Regions from separate parts of the Rattus norvegicus genome. Here region 1 is linked to region 2. The links are chromatin contacts, called in public HiChIP or PLAC-seq maps. All regions are on one chromosome and are shown on one strand. Each heading gives the region's core, a stretch centred on a gene start, on an enhancer-like site or on the middle of the called end of the contact. The rest is flanking DNA. Distances are from core to core; before and after follow the strand shown. Region 1 holds the start of Cdiptos (CDIP transferase, opposite strand). Region 2 holds the start of Ino80e (INO80 complex subunit E).

The links. HiChIP or PLAC-seq counts read pairs in DNA pulled down with a chosen protein or histone mark.
Region 1: an H3K27ac HiChIP or PLAC-seq map of oligodendrocytes shows a contact between it and region 2, with 4 times the contacts expected there. The contact joins the promoter of Cdiptos here to the promoter of Ino80e in region 2. A contact is called at or near these places in 1 of 12 Hi-C or Micro-C datasets (frontal cortex) and 1 of 1 datasets of contacts at active chromatin or transcription factors (oligodendrocytes).

What each region holds. Positions count from the first base shown.
Region 1 is chr1:191,010,414-191,015,093 of GRCr8, reverse strand. Cdiptos (CDIP transferase, opposite strand) reads left to right here and starts at 1,819. Exons shown (of 6, transcript NM_001419521.1): 1 at 1,819-2,179; 2 at 2,260-2,345; 3 at 2,615-2,765; 4 at 3,000-3,033; 5 at 3,206-3,263. The coding sequence starts at 2,265. Cdipt (CDP-diacylglycerol--inositol 3-phosphatidyltransferase) reads right to left here and starts at 1,288. Exons shown (of 6, transcript NM_138899.2): 1 at 852-1,288; 2 at 622-756. The coding sequence starts at 894.
Region 2 is chr1:190,900,554-190,905,385 of GRCr8, reverse strand. Ino80e (INO80 complex subunit E) reads left to right here and starts at 2,864. Exons shown (of 7, transcript NM_001013900.1): 1 at 2,864-3,065; 2 at 3,224-3,294; 3 at 3,486-3,538. The coding sequence starts at 2,985. Hirip3 (HIRA interacting protein 3) reads right to left here and starts at 2,321. Exons shown (of 7, transcript NM_001399662.1): 1 at 2,244-2,321; 2 at 2,040-2,160; 3 at 1,831-1,939; 4 at 655-1,574; 5 at 417-585; 6 at 238-336; 7 at 1-166. The coding sequence starts at 2,308. The coding sequence ends at 3.

The DNA of each region.
Region 1 (4,680 bases), core at 570-3,069, 110 kb before region 2:
CCTCTATAAGAGCCGTAAAGCATTCTTTCTTTTTTCTTTTTGCAAAAGGAAGAGATTTATTTCATGTGAGTACACTGTCGCTGTCTTCAGACACACCAGAAGAGGGCATCAGATCCTATTACAGATGGTTGTGAGCCACCATGTGGTTGCTGGGATTTGAACTCAGGACCTCCGGAAGAGCAGTGTTCTTAATGGCTGAGCCATCTCTCCAGCCTGCATAAGCATTCTTAACCTCTGAACACAAACTTAACCTTCAGCCCCAATCGCTTTTTTTTTTTTTTTTGCAGGATTTTACTGTGTAGTCCTGGTTCATGTGGTACTCAATATGAAGCCTAAATGACTCTTGACTTGGAGCAATCTATCTGCCTCATCAGTACTGGCATTACAGGCATGAGCCACCATGCCACACCCGAACGGAATTCCATTCCCACTGCTATGTCTTCCACACCCCTCACAAACAGCGATCAATCCTCGAGCGCAAGCTTAAATCCCAGGCAGCTCTGTTTTGCTTTCTTACAGAGCTGATAATGAAAGAGTCCTCTACGAGGTTCTGAGAAAGCAGGGAAAGAACAAGGGATGTTGGGCCCCCAAGTAGTGCTACTGGTGGTAAAGTTCTGTCACCTTGATTAAGGGCTCGAGCTGCGTGTCCATCGAAAGCGTCTAGAAGTCCGCTGAGTAGATAGAAGGAGGAGGCCGTGAAGGGGCAGCAGGGCATAAAGTAGAAGGAAATGATGGCGAAAACAATCCGGGCATAACCTTGGGATGGGATGGGAGAGGTACAGGGTGTGATCGAGGAGCCAGTTTAGGGTTCCTCGCCCTCCGCTGGTCTTGGGGCTTCAGGCAGCACTCACCAATAAGATTAGGCACGAACAGGAAGATATTTTCCTCTGGCATCTTGGCGGCTCCCCTTGTGGTCTCGGCCCAGGTCTGGAGGTGCAAGGTCTTGTCCCAGCCTCACCAGCGTGGTCTCACCTTTCAGCCCGGGGCATCGGCAGCTCCACCTGAGCCCTGGGCCCAGTTCTCCCGGGCGATCCCAGCTGTTAGAGCCCGCAGGGCACCGGGGCGCGGGACACCCCTGGGCACAGCTCACGCACACCTGGCCTTCCGATGGGCAAGAGCTGCTGTCTCCAGCAACGGGTCCCGCAGCTCCGGCTGCGCCTGGCTCCCGGATCCTATTCTTCCGTCGGGGACGTTAAGAACATCGGAGGAAGGAGAGAGCGGCTTTTAAATATAAATAAATAAATTAAATAAATAATGGCTGAGGTCCCTTTAAGGCCGGCCTGCTTCCTTTTCCTGCCCGGGCCCCTTGGCTTCGGCTCGTACCAACGCACCGAGGGAGGGGAGAGACTCGAGAGCCATCCGCAAAAGAAGAAACTGAAAAGGGAGAAGCAGAAGAGACCTGAGAGGGAATCTGCATTTTGCATTTCATGGACGGCGTAAACTCCTGGAGGCAAGGGGAAGGTGTAGCGATTCCTCCGTTCCGAGTGTGCGCCTCCCCGAGAGATTGGGCAACTTAGTACAGCCCACATCGCTTCCCCGCCCCCTACGCCTGCGGCCACGGTCGCTCTCCAGGACCCAGGCTGGGAAGAGGTGGCTAGAGAGTCTCCCGGCGTGCCTGCCGCTTTGCTTCTAGCGCCGCCCTGGTGGTGGGAGGATTCGAGCCCAGGTTCCACCCTACGTCATCTCCCAAACGCCTAGAAATAACGTTGGGGTCACTGCCTCTAAGAAGGGACCCGGAGAGCCACTGTGGCACGCTAGGAAAATGTCCTTAGTTCTAGAATCTCTAGTCTCCTGGCAACGGAACTATAAAGCTTCCTCAAACATTTAGGTCTTTATAGCAACCCGGAGCAGCGCTTCCCTGTCTCCCCTTCTTCCCAACCTTCTTCCCCAATCCCAATCCCTGAGGCCCATCATAGATTCCTCTTAGAACTTTCCATATCCCCTCCTGCCGAGTAGCCTAAGATTTCAACCCATCAGCCAGGTCGGGGGCTGCATGTTGGCTGCCTTGCCTAAGGAAGTGCCTTGTCAGAAAAGAAGGAAGAAGGGCTTTGGAGGGAATAGGGAAGGGAGTTGTTCTGAGAGCCCCTCCTGTCAACTTAGTAGGCAAAACAACGAGTTTTTTTCAAGGACAGAACTGAGACAGTAGGATGTTTGAGCTTTAGTCGTGGACTAAATAAATGTGGGCTCAAGGAATGGCATGGGATGGAATCTGAGGGGTAGTGGGTTGGTTTCTCAGTCTAACATAAACTTTGTTTCCAGGGGGGATGGCATCCACATCTGCCAGGAGTGGGGACAAAAAGGACACCTGGCCAATTCAAGCTGCTGCCTCCTTAGGTGGAGGGCAGGTAAACTACAATGGAAAAGTGAAGGAGGTGGGAAGAACTAGCTAGTCAGGTGGCTCTGAGCCATGAGCCATGAGATTTACTTAGCCTTGATCCTTAACCCTGAATCTCCAAACCCTGAGACCCCACAAACTGCTTTCTGGGTCTAAGGCCTTCCAGTCAAATCACATACCTGAGACTTATACTACCAGGTTCCCCAGCCATAGAGCCTGCAACCTGGAAGACACCAGACCGGTGGGACTTTGCAGGCTGAATTCTAACCTCCTTTCCAGAAAGCCTCATTATCCCGCTCTGAAGAATTCCTGACCCGAATCAGCACAGAACTTACAGATGAAGCACTGTTTACTGCTCGCTCTCATATGAATCCTATGCCCGACAAGGAAAAGCAGACAAAAGACCAAGGGACTCAGATATCTAGACATGGTGAACTCTCTCCCTCTTCATCTAGAGACCAGTCCCCGACTCACCTCCAGCCTTAGCTGATCTCCCCAAGAATCTGTTCATTTTTTTCCCTCATCATTGTTCGTCTTAGGCACAGTGTCCCTTACCGTCTAACTCATTGTTGCTTGCCAGGAGCCCCTTGTCCCCATCTGCTCTAGCCACAACTCTTTCTAACCATAGGGAAAGTTGTTCTTTAACTGGGGCCTCTAATTCCAGTGTTCTTCACCAAGACCCGAGGCACTGACACCCGGTGAGTGAGGCTCTGCCCCTCTCCCAGGACAGAGAAGCCTGTGGGGAGAGCAAGGGTTGACAGCATCCCAGCAGGGTAGGGGGCGTTTTCAACCATGAAGTTCTATTCTATTCCACCCCGATGCTTCAGTTCATGATTCTCAGCCTACTCTATTGTCCTCTGCCATCTCCAGCTCTGACAGAAATCGAACTCGAACCAAGGCACACCTTCTGCCATCTCCTCGTGAAAAGGTTTGTACGAGGTTATTCAGTTCCAACATTCTCAGCTTCCCCTACGTGCTGCTCCACGTCTAACAGGAGTTAGACGTTTGGGACACAGAATGCACGATATAGACTCGGCCCTTGAAAAATTCAGGGGTTTATTGGTCTTTGTTTGTTTGTTGTTTGTTTGTTTGTTTGAGATAGGGTCTCACTATGTAGCTGGTTGGCCTGGAGTTACTATGTAGATCAGTCTAGCCTTTACATCACAAAGATAAACCTGCCTCTGCCTCTGCCTCCCCAGTGCTAGGATTAAAGGCACTCACCACCATGTCCAGCACAATTCAGTTTAGAACAAGGCCAGGACAGGTTAATAGCCAGTGACAACACAATAGGAATGGTGCTTACCTAAGAAGAGAAAACAATAAAACTATTTTTATCCCATCCTCAGCTGGGCTAGGAAGGAAAGGCATCATGGAGCTTCCTGAAGATAGAAATACCTAAAGAAAGAATTTTCTAGAAAACAGCTCTAGGTATTCTAAGCAGTAGAGATCGTACGGGCCAAGGGACAGAGAGGTATCTCAGTAAAGTGAGGTGGTGAGCAGCTTGTGCTCTAGGACCTGCGAGGCATGGTGGCATCTGCCAGGCATGGTGGCATCTGCCAGGCATGGTGGCATCTACCAGACATGGTTGGCATCTGCCTTTAATCTCAGCATTCTGGAGGCAGAGCAGGGTGTTCGTTTCACGTTCAACGTCGGCTCGATCTAGAGAGTGACTTCCAGGACAGCCAAGGCTACCTTGTTTCAAAATAAATAAACAGAAATTTAGAAAATATACATATGTAATAAAAGAGGCTAGAGAGCTATGGCTCAGCAGTTAAGAACATTTGTTGATTTTCCTGAGGACCCAGATTTGATTCCTAGCACTCGCATGTGATGGCTCACAATGATCCAGTTCCAGGGGCCACTGATCCCCTCTTCTGGTCTCCCAAGGCACCAGGCACACGAGTGGTACACAGACCTATATGCAGGCAAAACACCAAGACACGTAAATTTTAAAAAATTCTAAAAGCCTGATATGGCAGGAAGTGCATGCCTTTAATTCCAGCATTCAGGAGGTAGAGACAGGTTGCTCTCTGAGTTCCAGGACAGCCTGGTCTACAGAGGGAGTTCTAGATCAGCTAGGGCTATATGAACCCTACCCTATAGGTAGACGAGTAAATATTTAAAAAGCAAGCAAACATTAGATAGGGAGGGATGGATGAGTTGAAGGACTAGTAGGCAGACAGGCAAATGATGACTGGATATGCTAACTCGTCATCTGCTAATCGCTTGCTGTATGCCAGCGCTGTCCTGGAGTGCAGCTCTGAGCAAAGTAAAGCCCCTGCTCTCAAAAAGTGTAAGTGGGAGACGAGAGATGGTTGGGTGGGAAGATGGATGAGTAATGGGTG
Region 2 (4,832 bases), core at 1,615-4,114:
GTTCAGCTACTCTCACCATCACTGCTGATGATACCACGCATATGAGACCAGTCTGGAGGTGCTTGACGTGGCCGCTCCTCATCTGAGTCCAGGGTTCGGTGATAAAGCTCCCCTGGAGAGATTGCTTCCCCTGAAGGGTTCCATGCATTTCGTCTTCGTGGTCGGCCTGGGAGGTGGTGAGAGAAAATTAGTTACCTGACCCCAGGCTCTTCCTTCCCCAAAGAGGAAATTGTTTACCTGAACTGCTGATGATATTGGCAACATCCAAGGAAGCCACTTCAGCTGCCTCTTCCCGATGCTGCTTCAGAGCCCGACACTTCTCTAAGGAAGGATTACCTGGAGCGGAAGCAGCTTAATGAGGCCCTCTTCCCCAGTGCCCAGGCCCTCCTGCAGTTCTGAGGCACATCACTTCTCACCCTTCATGCCCAGTGCTTCCAGCTCAGCCCTGAGGACATTCAGGCGCTCCTTGTGGGAGCCACAGGAGCCCAGCAGCTTCTTGTAGTTTCGTCGGGCACCACAAGCCCAAATATACCGCTTTAGTCTAACCACAGCTGGGTGGTCCTCTCCACAGCGACGAGAGCCAGCCTAATAAGGAATTTGCAGCTGAAGGCCCTTTTTCCTAGTGGAGCCCACCCACCTGGTGTGTCCTCTCACCTTCTGACCTGTGGGTTCTGGGCTTGCATCTGATGAAGATGAGGAACTTCGTGCCTTGCCGTTCTTGGAGCTCTTCTTGGAAGAGCGGCTCTTCCTCTCCTCTTTGGTGTTCTGTCCTGCCTGGGAATCACTCACTTCCCTCTCCGTGCCACTGTCACCATTACTGCTGCCTAGGCTGCCCGTCTTCGTAGTGCCTTGAGTGGCTGCTTGCACCTGCCTGCCATCATCATCCTCGCTGCTTGTGCTCTGCCTTCTCCCACTCTCAGTCTGGGTCTTGTCCTTGCTCTTTCTCTTCGCTAAAGGCTCTTCCTCTCCACTGCTGTCCCCACTACTTACTGCATCCCCTTCCTTCTTTTCCTCGCTGTCTCCCAAGCCTCCAGTTGGCCTCCCAGCCCTGCTTTTCTGCTTAGAGCTCTTTCTCCCGCTAGCTGTTCTCCCTGCTTTGCTGCTTTTCAGTCTGGACTCCCTGTGCTCGCTCTTCTTGGCTAGGATCTCATCCTCGCTGTCTTCACTTTCCTCCTGGCATTTAGCGCCTGTGCGTCTCTCCACCTTTGCTCTATTCTGTACAGCCTCTTCCTCACTGCTTCCACTCTCTTCCCTAGCCTGCTTCCTATCTGCCTTGTGTGGTGCTGGCTTGTTCTTGGCCCCAGCTTTCTTTCTAACCCCACCCTTCTGTTCTTTTCTCACATCATCATCCTCAGTGTCCTCTGCCTTCCAGACCTCACCTGATCTGACAGAGCCTTCTTCCTCCTCCTCACTACTCTCCTCCAATCCCATCTTTGCAACCAGGTCTGTTTGCTGCTCTTCATCTGTGCTCTCAACTGCTTTCTTTAAGGTTCTTCTTGGGCATGCCTTCTTGGTTGTATTGTTCTTTGTTGGAGGTCCTGAGCAGTCTGGGCTGGATGGTGTAGAGCTGGATTCTGGAACATGGGGACAGGGCTGGGATGGGTTCCTCCTTTCCCTTCTATTTAGAATAGGATGCTTCTGGATCCACTCTGGTTACGAGTGAAGGACAGCAAGCACCACCACAGATGTGGCTCCACATGGTTCCTGACCCATTGCTCCCCTCCCTCCCCCAGCTCCTTTACTGCTTTGCAATTAATACATGCACCTCGCCTTTTGAATAAACCAATGCTGCTGGAGTCACAGACAGATACACCGGGAGAAGGCACTAACCTGACTCTGAATTGAAGCGGAACCTTTTCCTCTCTGGGTGACTGCAGGGAGCAGGAGACCTCTTAACTTTGATAAAGTCTGGCTTTCCTTCCCTGGTACCAGCATCCGCCTGTGGGTGCAGCATGAGGGTAAACGGAACCAAGGTTGTGTCCTGCCCCAAACCCTCAGCAACAAACCCTGTCTCTCCTGGCCCAGAGTTAGGCCCACACCTGCATCTTCAGCAGCTCCTCCTCCATCAGCCTTTTCAACGCCTGCTTCTCCTCAGGTTCAAGATGATCCCGACCCACGTGAATCAAAAATTTCTGTCGCACGATGGAGTGAGTAACCGTGCTACAGAAACACGTATCAAGACAGAGTACCAGTCCAACCCCGGCCCTTTACAACCCAGACTCTAATACCCAGACTCTATGCACCTGAGATCGGGGCAAGCTCGAAAGAAGCTGCGAGTGAATTCCAGCATCTCATCTCCCGGCGCCATCTTGCGCCACTGGGGATTGGTTGTTCCCGCCTTTTTTCTTCCGGGCCACTTTCAGTTCGTTTGACAGTAGTTTGCGCACGCGCAGTGCCGCGGCTTCGTGAGGAAAGGGACCGTTGAGCCTCCGATGTGGAGTACTGGGACGGAAAACTTAGCCAGATTTTGCCTTTTCCTTGGTAGCTCTTGAGGGAGATTTCTGCTCTTTGTTAGAGCTACGTATTAAAATTTTCGTTAGAAGCCGGTTCGGCACTGGCCGTCTCGTATAACGTAGTTTTTCACGCTGCCCTGTAGTCTGGATCAACAAGTAAAAGGGAAAAGGTATTCTCGCCAACACTGACTTTCTGGTTATATTCTTATGGCTCCAAATCTTTATAATCAGTTTAGAATCAATAATTGCGCCCCCCAGTGTCCAGCTCCTCTGTGACCTCAGCTCACCGCGAAGCCACTGGAAGCTGCGTTCCTTTCAGGTCTTCCCCAGGAGGGCGGGTGGTGTGATTACGCTCCCTGCGCGCGGAGCACGCCGGGAGTCGTAGTCCGTTTCGTACGGCGTTGCAAAGTCCGGAAGTGGAGGGGTGTGTGCGTGTGTGTATGTGTGTGTGTGTGTGTGTGTGTGAGAGAGAGAGGACGGGCGGACTTGGGTAGCGGGACTCTACTCCGGGGCGCTTCTCCCAGGCGGGTCATGAACGGACCAGCGGACGGCGAAGTGGACTACAAAAAGAAATACAGGAATCTGAAGCGGAAGCTCAAGTTCCTCATTTACGTGAGTACCGGTGTGGGACGGTTATGGAGTGTGAGGCCTAGCTCTGAGAGGACCTCAGTTTACCCATGTGGTAAAGGGGGTGAGTAGGGAGAGATGTCTCTGGGTTCTGGGTCTTTTACGGATTGCTCTTGGCTCAGCACCCTCCCTGTCCGCTGCAGGAACACGAGTGCTTCCAGGAGGAGCTCAGGAAGGCGCAAAGAAAATTGCTGAAGGTTTCCCGAGACAAGAGGTAAGGCTTGTTGTGGACACAGCAATGTAGATTCCTCATCCTTGGGAATCCTCGTTCTCACTCCGCCCTGGAATAGGACCCCAAATGCATGCAGTTTTAGGAGGATCCAGTGGGCCTTCTAGGAGGGACTAGATAGAGCTCAAGAACATCACCAAAATGGGAATAATCATTCTCCTTCCCACTTCTCTCAGTTTCCTTCTAGATCGACTTCTGCAGTATGAGAACGTGGATGAAGACTCTTCCGGTGAGCAAAGTCATGCACATTTTTAGGACATGAGATACTGGTTCGTTAAACAAGTGTTCCTGGGTTCATCCTCTTAGGATATGGAGCTGATGTAGCCCCTCCAATGGTTCTTAAGCCTAGTTGCTGCCTTCTGTTGCCTTCTCTCTGTTTTGTCTTTTTTTCTACCCCACAGGACAGAGTTTCTCTGTGTAGCCCTGGCTTGCCTGGAACTTGCTTTGTAGACCAGGCTAGCCTGAGGCTAGCCTTAGACATACCATGCCCCTCGATTCTTAAGCATTTACTTATCCACTGTGTTCCAGGCATTGTGCTTGTCACAGGCTAGCAAATGAAGGAAACCTCTGGCTGCTTTGTCATTTCTATCAGTTATGTGTAATAAATGAAAAAAAAAAAAAACTAGAAAGATACAGAACCCCACCCCATGCCAGTAACGCATGACAGAGGCATGGAGTTAGTTACTGAGACCCAATCCTTAAAGGAGAATGACCCCGAAAGTTGTCCTCTAACCTGAAACACTTGCCACAGCATATGGGCATCTGCACAAACACTGTGGTAATGAGAAGAAAACAACAAACTAGGATTTTAAGTGATGGTGAGAGTGTGATGAGGACTAAAGGCGGCAGTAACTACTGTATAACAGGAGGATTAAAGTCAGCAAGACAGGCCTGAGAGATGGCTCAGTGGTTAAGAGCACTGACCACTCTTCCAGAGGTCCTGAATTCAATTCCCAGCAACCACATGGTGGCTCACAACCATCTGTAATGGGATCCTGTGTCGTCTTCTGCTGTGTCTGAAGACAGCAACAGCATGTTCATATAAAAATAAACCTCGAAGCAGGAAACGGGGTAGTCATTTCCTTTGCAAAGGGTCAGGAAAATAGTCTTATAAAATATTGTTATTAAACAAACTGCCTAGCTCATGCAGATGCAGCCATAGCCAGCATATTAGTAAATAAAATGGCTCTGTTTTATTAGAACTTTTATTTGTAAACATTAAATTTTGAATTTTATATAACTTGATGTAATCTTTATAATATCTTACTTTTTGCTTTTGTTGCTGTTGTTTGAGGTATATTCATTTGTAGCACTAGTAGGTCTTGCACTCATACCCAAACCTCGCCCATGCTGGAATTTCATACTTGTGCCACAGCACCCACCCACCTACTTTTTTCAGTTTTTTTTTTTTTTTTTTTTTTTTTTTTGGTTCTTTTTTTCGAAGCTGGGGACCGAACCCAGGGCCCTGCGCTTCCTAGGCAAGCGCTCTACCACTGAGCTAAATCCCCAACCCTTCAGTTTTT